Linked DNA regions of Anser cygnoides: region 1 is linked to region 2. Evidence: chromatin contacts called from public Hi-C data. All regions are on one chromosome and are shown on one strand. The core of a region is the stretch at or near the end of the contact, and the rest is flanking DNA. Distances in the headings are between cores, read along the strand shown. Region 1 holds the start of USF3 (upstream transcription factor family member 3). Region 2 holds the start of TNFRSF1A (TNF receptor superfamily member 1A).

What was found. A called contact is a pair of places that touch in the nucleus more often than the background predicts.
Region 1: a Hi-C map of liver shows a contact between it and region 2, with 10 times the contacts expected there. The contact joins the promoter of USF3 here to the promoter of TNFRSF1A in region 2. A contact is called at or near these places in 2 of 7 Hi-C or Micro-C datasets (both in liver).

What each region holds. Positions count from the first base shown.
Region 1 is chr1:100,636,607-100,641,050 of Taihu_goose_T2T_genome, forward strand. It overlaps USF3 (upstream transcription factor family member 3), which reads right to left and starts at 2,380. Exons shown (of 8, transcript XM_048047623.2): 1 at 2,253-2,380. NAA50 (N-alpha-acetyltransferase 50, NatE catalytic subunit) reads right to left here. Exons shown (of 8, transcript XM_048047635.2): 5 at 2,253-4,444.
Region 2 is chr1:100,466,597-100,470,878 of Taihu_goose_T2T_genome, forward strand. TNFRSF1A (TNF receptor superfamily member 1A) reads right to left here and starts at 1,267. Exons shown (of 10, transcript XM_048047600.2): 1 at 886-1,267. The coding sequence starts at 924. CTC1 (CST telomere replication complex component 1) reads left to right here and starts at 1,698. Exons shown (of 24, transcript XM_048047593.2): 1 at 1,698-2,234; 2 at 2,841-2,998. The coding sequence starts at 2,145.

The DNA of each region.
Region 1 (4,444 bases), core at 1,130-3,629, 170 kb after region 2:
AAAAACTGTAACTCAACCTGTTATTAAACTCTTAGAGATATTAATGCTGTCAGATGCTGCACATACACACAGAGTTTATATACCCACTTTCCTAAAAACATCTGGTTTGTACACACAGCTAGGCACGCATCTCCAACAGGATTTTGGTATTCATGGACAATGTTCAGTGTTATGTTACTTAACAGAAAACAGAGTCAGCTGAAACGTTGTGCGGTGACACTCATTCACTACCCTTCAAAGTGGCATAGGTTTCACAGTAAGTATATATACACACACACACAAAAGTGTAATAATATATATATTTAAAAGTTCAGATGTAAACAGCCGTGATTCATGGAGGATCCCTTCACACCAAATGCTACTTATACTTCTCCCCAGGCATGTATCATTTACAAAGTTAATTTTAAGACCATCCTGGATCCAAACGGTTATTGTAACAACACAAGCACTCATACAAAAATTAAACAATTGACTTGTCCTTGCCAAATTCAGCATGACCCCACCCATGTCCTCCATGAGTATTTAACTTCTACCCTGTTTAGAATCCAAATTCAATCCATACATTACATTAACTCACGCCAAAACTGAAGATGACTGTGTATAATGCCACACACTTCGCACCAACCCGCTTTGCAAAGTAAAGGTGCATGCGAATAGAGCTCAATTCCAAGTCGCCCTGCTGACTAATTTGTCAGACTTCAATACCTGGAAGCCTGAGGTGTTGTTTGTTTTCTTAGTATGTTGAAATCATAACAAACAAACAACACACAGAAGTAGCTCTTTAATTCCTCCCCTTAAAGAAGCTGGAAGCACCCTCTACATTGACCCAAGAAGAGAAAGGGGAAAGGCCGGAGCAGCTCGGTCCGTGGTGTCCGCAGAACACTGCCGCTTAATTTTTGCCACCTTCTTCACGTGTTGTCTTCGGAATCGCAGCCTAAGGCTAACGCTCGGCTACAACAGTCGAGCCCGTGATGCACACAGCAGGCACGTGCCAGACACACACCACAACGCCACACACCTAACAGACACTTCAGTCCGTCCCCGCTCAGCTCTTGGGAACACTTACTGCTTTGAAAGCCAGGAACCAAAGGAGTAAAGCTCCCAGCACGCACCCACAACCTAATTCTGTCCTTACAGCTGTCAGACTCCTCCAGGCTCCAGCACCAGTTTTCTCTCCACTCTTAAAATCCTTCCAGGTGTTGATAACCTTATTCTGAAAGGCAGTAAACAATATCCAAGTACTACATGGGTTGCATCTATTCTCATGGTGCTTCACACACTTGATATGTTATTTTGAACATACCCGCCTTAAAGCCACGCTTGGAACACAAACAGTTTCCAAGTTTAGTTCCAGTTAAGTGATGAACGCATTTCCAGTTGTCAAACCTACTTCACTCCAAAAAGTACTTATCGTTATTATAGCACGATCATTATTATACCAGTAATTGTAAGTCAGAATTAAACTTCTAAATCCTTATAATAATACTAAGGACCATTTCTCCATATTTATTCCTTCTTGCTTGTTTGATTATTGCACACGTGTGCCAAGTAACACCCTGCGGTTTGTTAAAGTGCCGTATAACGTAATCAACGTAAGCAACATTGCTCCAACGCACTGGATATGGAGGAGAAAAAGAAACTAAAGTCATGTTTCCAAACCAAGCTTTTACATCACCTACTTCTGACTGCTTAACGTGCAATCGTTATGCTACTTTTGCTTAATGTTTTTAATAATCGCATCTGCATGCGATATAATAGAAAAGCTAAGCTATTATGTGAAAAGTAAAAATAAAGACACGCAATTTTCTAGGTACTTACGGCCAGTGACCCAACGCATCCTTCTGCCTTACCCGCGTCTCCGTAAGGCCTCTGCTACTGCCAAATCCGACTGAAATCGGCCAGAATTTTTAATTCTGACACGGCTCGGGGTGTGCCCACAAGCCTCCTTCCCTCAGGACCCCAGCCGAAGGTACACCCGAGGGGAACGGCCGGTTTCCAAGGGCCGTGCCGTGAATAAACCCCGGACACAACCGGGCCCCGGTCGTTCCCCCCTCACGGACAAAGGGGCCCGGTTGGGGGGGGGGGGGGGGCACCCGCCGTCGCCATGGCAACAGGCCGAAGCCCGGCGCGCGCCCTCCAACCGTCGCCTCCCTCAGGGCAACGGTCGGGGGGGGGCATAACGGCGACCCTCTTCCCCTCCCCTCCCCCTCCCCTCCCCTCCCCTCCCCCTCCCCTCCCCTCCCTTCCCTCACCGGCGGGCTGGGCGGGCTGGGCGGCGGCGCCCCCACGGCGGGCACCATTCTCCGTGCGGGCACCCCGCGCCGCCGCCGCTGCCTCCTCTCCGCTCCGCTCCCCTGCCGCGCACCCGAACCTGCTGCCCGCACGCGCGGCCCGCCGCAGCCAATCCGGCGGCGCGGGTCTAGCCGCCGCGGCCAATCAAAGAGCGGTGGGCGGGGGAAGGCGTCGCTCGCTGGGAGTGGGAGGGGCGGAGGCGGCGCGGGGCCAATCGGCGGGCGGAGGGGTCGAGGCTGGCGGCGCGTGCCGTCAACAAGTTAAGGTGGCCGAAACAGGAACTGCCGCAGATCGGCACCCCGGCCGGCCAATGAGAGAGCGGGGGAGGGCGGAAGCTCTTAAAGGGGAAGCAGCTGTCGGGAGGCCCCGCCCCGGCGGGCGGCCGTTACGGGCCCCACAGGGCCCTGAGGGGGGCTCGGGACCACAGCTGGCTCCGAGCGCTTCCACAGCCGGTGGGCTGGCAAAGTTAAAATAAAATTTTGTTTTCTTCTCCCATTTAAAACGTTGTGTTCACAGAATACCTACGTGACAGAGATAAAGAAATAAATAAAAGTAAATAAAAATAATAAATAAAATAAAAAAAATAAATGTTGTTTCTGTCACTAAACACCAGCCTCTGCCTCCTTACCCTTCCCCACTGCCCCCTGCAATTAGCACTCCTAATTAGCTGCCCTACACACCCATCACTTACCCTTTATATGTTACATCCTTACCTTGCTTTTTTTTAAAACAAGGATTTTCCCTAAAAATGCAGCCCTCGTCCAAACCAGGAAAAACGAGCTTACTTTTTGCTACCCCGTAGTGCCCTGGAGTGCTCCATGAAATCCTCACATCATCAGTGCAGTGCATTCTGCGCTTGATGTACAGTTACAAGAAGCCAGCAAAAAGTCGCAGGTGAAATCACATGCAGCAGGAAATTAGTTAGGATCAGCAGTCCGTTAACATCTGTTAGTTAAAACAATAGATTTTTGCACAAATATTCAGGAAGTTGCACATGGGGTAGGATGAGATGATTTGCTGTTATGGTGATGGATGAAAATAAAACATCTGGACTACATGGGTTGAAAACATTTGGAGAACGAGAAAGTATTAGTGCAAGGAACAGATTACAATACTCTACCAATGGCTCACCCTGAGGAGCTCCAGCAAAGCCTTTCTGTATGTTATGCCCATTACTAGCATTTTTGTAAAGGAAGCCTTACCAAACCATACTTGATTACTTGAAAAAGAGTAGATCAACCCATGGGCAATGGAAATTTGTTTGGTGGATATCCAAAGGGACTACAAATGAACCCTAAAGTAAGAGATGCCTGTCCAAACACTTAAATAATCAGAGCTACATCAGAGGATAGTATCCTCACAGGGCTAGAATCTGATGAAAAGGCAGAAATGAGAACGTATGGAATAGGAGATGAGTTTTCATGTCAGTGGGAAGCCAACAGTGGAGTCCCACAAAAGTCTATGTTGGGGGTCCATCTTTCCTCAACACTACTGTACTGCAAAAAGGGAGTAGAGTGAGGTAAAGTTTAGTAAGGGTAATAAGAATGAGGAATGACAGATGAACCTTCCAATACTAAGTGTCAGAGAAGCAAAGTACACCCAACACATACGCTTACATACACAATATAGGAAAGAAATCCCACTTTTCCATGTGAAGTAAATGAGTTGATACTCAATTAGATAATGACATTATAATTGTTCTTTGAATACATCACCTCAGTAACAAACAAATGCAAAGTGCTAAAAGAGATCATAGCACACCACAAGTTGTTACAAGGACCATGTAAATACCTGAGTATTGAATACTGCGGGGGAAGTAACTGCATGCCTTCAGCTAGTAGCAGAGCCACCTAATCTATAGAAGAAAGCAACATGAACAATCGGACTATTTGCTAGTTTCCCTGTAAAGGAGTAACTGAGTTGTCTGAAATTTTACAGACTGATTGGAGGTGATTGGGACAAGTATGGAGAAGGAAAGAAACATCGAAGAGATCAAAATAAGCGGAATGGTTTGGAATGCTGAGGCAATTTGAAGTACAGCAAGTCTTCCAGCTTCTGCAGCTGCCTTGTGAGGCTAAAGTGGATGAAGATTGCTCTCCAGACAGATCTCCAGCTGTGCCTTCTAAGCCCTCCAGTAGAGGTCAGGGAAGAC
Region 2 (4,282 bases), core at 17-2,516:
AAGCTCGGGTATTCAGGGGCAAACAGGTCGATCTTGCAAATTCTATACCATAACGTAAAGCCGTGACATCACGCTTAAATAAAGAAAGGCAAGAAGCTGCAGGACAGGCAGACTCTCAGCGTAAACACACGGAACAACTTCTCAGAGACAGCCAAACCCACTTGCGAGTCAAACCCGCATCATCGCGTTATCACGAAACGATACGCTCCCGGTCGCTATCACACGCCCGATACCGCACGGCCGTCCACCCCCATCAGCCAGCTTAGTCACGAAACTCTCAGATTTCTTCCAAAAACAACCTTTTCTCCCGCGAAATTGCGAAGAAGGGCTCAGCCACCTCGACCCCGGACAGCCGAGAAGTTAGAAGAAATCTCAACAGCAAACGCAAACTCGCTGTTTGAGCAGCCCCAAGCTCGGGGTGGGGGCAGAGCCCTCCGATCCCTGTTTGAGGGATCCCAGTCGCCCCTCCCCGAGGTTACTGCAGCACCCCAGGCCGCCCGGGGGCTGCCTGCCGCCAGAGCCAGCCCCTCGGTACGTGGGGAGTTAAGGGCCTCCGGGAAAACCGCCGGCCGTTCCCGTAAATCCAGCGGCGTTTTCCCTGAGTCAGGATAAATCCCGGAAACGGCACCGGGCGCCAGCCCCGTCCCCGCTGCCCCGCGCCTCCCGCTGCCTTCCCCCCTGAGGGAGAAAATGGCTCCCCCGGGGCAAGGCAAGCCCCCGGGCAGCGGCAGCCCAAAGCGGGCGGGGAGGAGCGGGGCCCCGAGGAGCGGCAGCACCGACACCGGCCGCGGACCCGGGGCACAGGGAGACCCCCCCCCGGACTCCCGGCCCCCACCCGTCCCTCAGCTCCGGGGCCGCCCGCAGCCGAGCCCCGCCGTGCCTTACCGTGCATAGCGAGCTGCGGGGCAGCGCCGCGCCGGGCATGGCTCCGCCGCCCGCTACGTCCCCATGGCAGGGTCCCGGCGATCAGAGAAGCGGCCCCAGCCCAGCCCAGCCCAGCCCAGCCCCGGGCGGAGCAGCGCGGAGCGAGCCCGGCCCGGCTCCCGCTTCCTGCCGCAGGCTGCGCTCGGCGGCAGCGAGGAGGACGGGCGGCGGAGGGCGGCCCCAGCACGGCCGCCCCGACCCCCGGGCCGCCCCCGGGGGCGGGCAGCCGGGGCTCGGCTCCCGGTTGGGGCTCGGCTCCCGGTTGGGGCTCCCGGGGCAGCCTTGGCTCTGAAGGCAGATCAGGCGAAGTTCAGCGCGGGCGGCGGAGGCGTCTGTGTGCCGCCGGGGTGCCCGGCAGCACGCGTGTTCCTTAAAAATCTGAACCGGTCGGTGGTGTCGTGTGACTGAGACGGCCGGAAAATACACGGAAAAGGAGGCTCGCTGTAATCTTAAAATTTCCTGATATAAAGCCGTTTCAGCCTTACTTAGTGCAAGTTCGTGTGGAGCTTCACCCTGCAGCTGTAAGGGAACTCTTTGCCCCTTAACTACATTGTAAGCACATAAGTACTTTTAAGAAATGCATTTATCAGCCCAGAGTAGCATATTTGGAGTGTATATGCCCTGTACCTTTTAATGTGAAGTATATGTCTTCCTGTACATTTCAGTGAAGCAGCTGCAGGGGCAGTGGGAAGTAATGTAATGATGCAGTGTAGGCAGTATTCTGGATGAGCTCTGCTTAATACGTGTTTCTAAAGGTAGTGTTTTAAATATAATGAAAAATAACGTACACAGTGAGGAATAAGTGGCTAAATGATAAAGAACTCTGTTTTATTTGCTGTTCCTAAAGCCTCACCCTCATGTTGCAGAGCCATTTCTGCTCCTGAGGTAACTTTTATTCTTTGTATATCTGCTCCTGCCCCTCGCCTGCTGAGGATGACCAGCGTTGGCCATTGCTACTTCAAGAGACAGGTGTCATGAACAGGAGGGACCACGAGTGGGACAGCTGCTGCACCCATTTACCAGGGACAGGGGACAGTCTGCCATGGGGAGGGTTTGTGACAGGGCACCGTCCTCCCATTTTCTGCAGTTATCTCTGTACTGCACTCAGAGGTCTTTCGATTGAGCTACTAAGCTTTGTTTTGGAAGAACATTCCCGTTTCACATGCAGAAGCCCCAGACATGCATAAAATCAACACTGGGCCTTCCTTGAATTGTTTCAGATGAAGCCAAACATCTCCACGCTCTTGTTTGTACTCCGGGCTTGCTTATCTGCTGTACAGAAGCCAGCAGCGGCACGTGCACGGCACAAGGTAACCAGAGCAGCGCAGCTTCATGGCTCCGCTCCCTTCAGCCTCGGGGCCGGCTCCGGCTGGTCCGCAGCAGCTTCCTGCAGGGCTGGAGATGGCCAGGCTGCCTTTCACCTGGCAGTGGCCACCTCCAGGGGTAGGGATGGAAGAGGTTTACCAAGTTTTGCCTGGCTCGTTCCCTTGCCTTGACCAAGAACAACACAACACCCGTTCCTAAAGGGAGAGATGGAACGAGGAGGGGGAAACCACAGCTCTCGCGGAGCGTTCACATTCACCTCAGACCATCACACGAGTGCATGAGGCATCGCTCTGCACGGCCCTTCGGCCTTCCAAAAAAGAAAAAAGCCACTTCACCAGAACAGCACGAGTGTCAGAGAAATTATTCCCCCCCCAAAGCAAATCTCCACACACAGGACTGGAGCGGGGCGGGGGGGGGAGCTCCCGGCGGGCCCCGCGCGCTTCCCGCCGCCGCCCCGTTGCCGTGGTACCGCGGCCCGGCCGCCATCATGGCGGAGCCCAGCGCGGCGGTGAGGGAGCCCCGGGCTTCCCCGGGCCGCCCGGTCCCCCGGCCCCGCCGCGCTGAGGCCCCGTGTGTCTGCTTCTCCGCAGGAGCGCCGCTGGCTGCAGGCTGCCGGGGACTTCGTCCGCCGAGCGCTCCCAACCCGACAGGAGCCGGGCGGCGCGGAGCCGCCGCCGTCACCAGAGCTGGACGCGGTGCTGCGGTGCCTGAGGAGAGCGGGCCGCGGGGAGCTGCCGCTCGGCTACAGGTGACGGGACGGGACCGGGGACGGGGCTGGGGACGGGGGACATGGGGGGGTGTCGGGCATGAGGAGGAGACACCGCCCACCAGGCTCCGGGTGCAGCCGGGGGGCGCGGAGCCGGGCTGGGGGTGCACCACAACCAGCACCACCGCTATGACCAGCAGCAGCAGCACCGTCACCACCAGCAGCGTCCCCAGCAGCACCACCACCACGACCAGCAGCAGCACCACCAGCAGCATCCCCAGCAGCACCACCACCACGACCAGCAGCAGCAGCAGCACCACCAGCAGCGTCCCCAGCAGCACCGCCACCACAACCAGCAGCAGCAGCAGCCAAAGCAGCGCTGCGCAGCCCGCCCCGGATGCTGGGGGTGGGAGGGCTGTTGTCGAAGACGGGTAACCGCACGCGTCCTCTTGGCTTCGACGTGCCCCCGATCGCTCTTGCGGTATGATTAAGCACCGTATCCGCTAGTCTGCGGTAGGGAGGGCGCGGAAGCGAAGTGGGGCATCTCGCTGAGAGCTGGATGGTGCGCAGCTGGATCCCGCTAGGCTGCACTGATATCTGTCAGTGTTAGCCCGCTGAGGTTTGTGAAGAGGGAATCTAGGATAGCGTGGTCCTTGTTTTAGTAGGTGGAAGCCTTTTGTATTTTTACCATCGTGAAAAGCATGCAGCTTGCTGAAAAGGGTCCACGTTGGATGGTCTGGATCACCTGGATCTATTTCTGCCGTCTCCAACTCATGATGGGGGAACATTTGTTAAAGCCCCTGGCTTGTGTGAGAGGCTACTGGGCTGCTTGTAAGCATATGGTGTCCACAGTTATCCTTTGAGTTCTGGAGCACCAGAGGAGGGTTCACTAGTTACTTGCATACGATAGCAAGGATCCAGCGTACTCCTTTAGTTTTGGTTTATCCAAAAAGCAATCAACACTCATAATGAAAACATGAACAGCACTGTATTCTGCTTGTAGACCATAGGCATCAGTATTAATCCCAATTTTGCTGTATCTCTGAGGATGCAGCAGTTTGCTTACATCCTTTTCAGCTAATCCTTTACAGTTGAGGTTCCTGCCAAATACACAAGTACCTACACACGTTTACCTCTTCTGATTATTTTTTTATACAAGTACTGTTTATAGCTTATGCAGACCCATCACTTGTCTAGACAAGTTTCTGGCTTTGAACTATTGATACCTGACTTATCAAGTGAAATGTTTCAAATTCATATTCTCTGAATGTGGTTATCTTCAGCTCCTGAAGAAGTGGGTGTTGCGAATACAGCTGCAGTTTCACA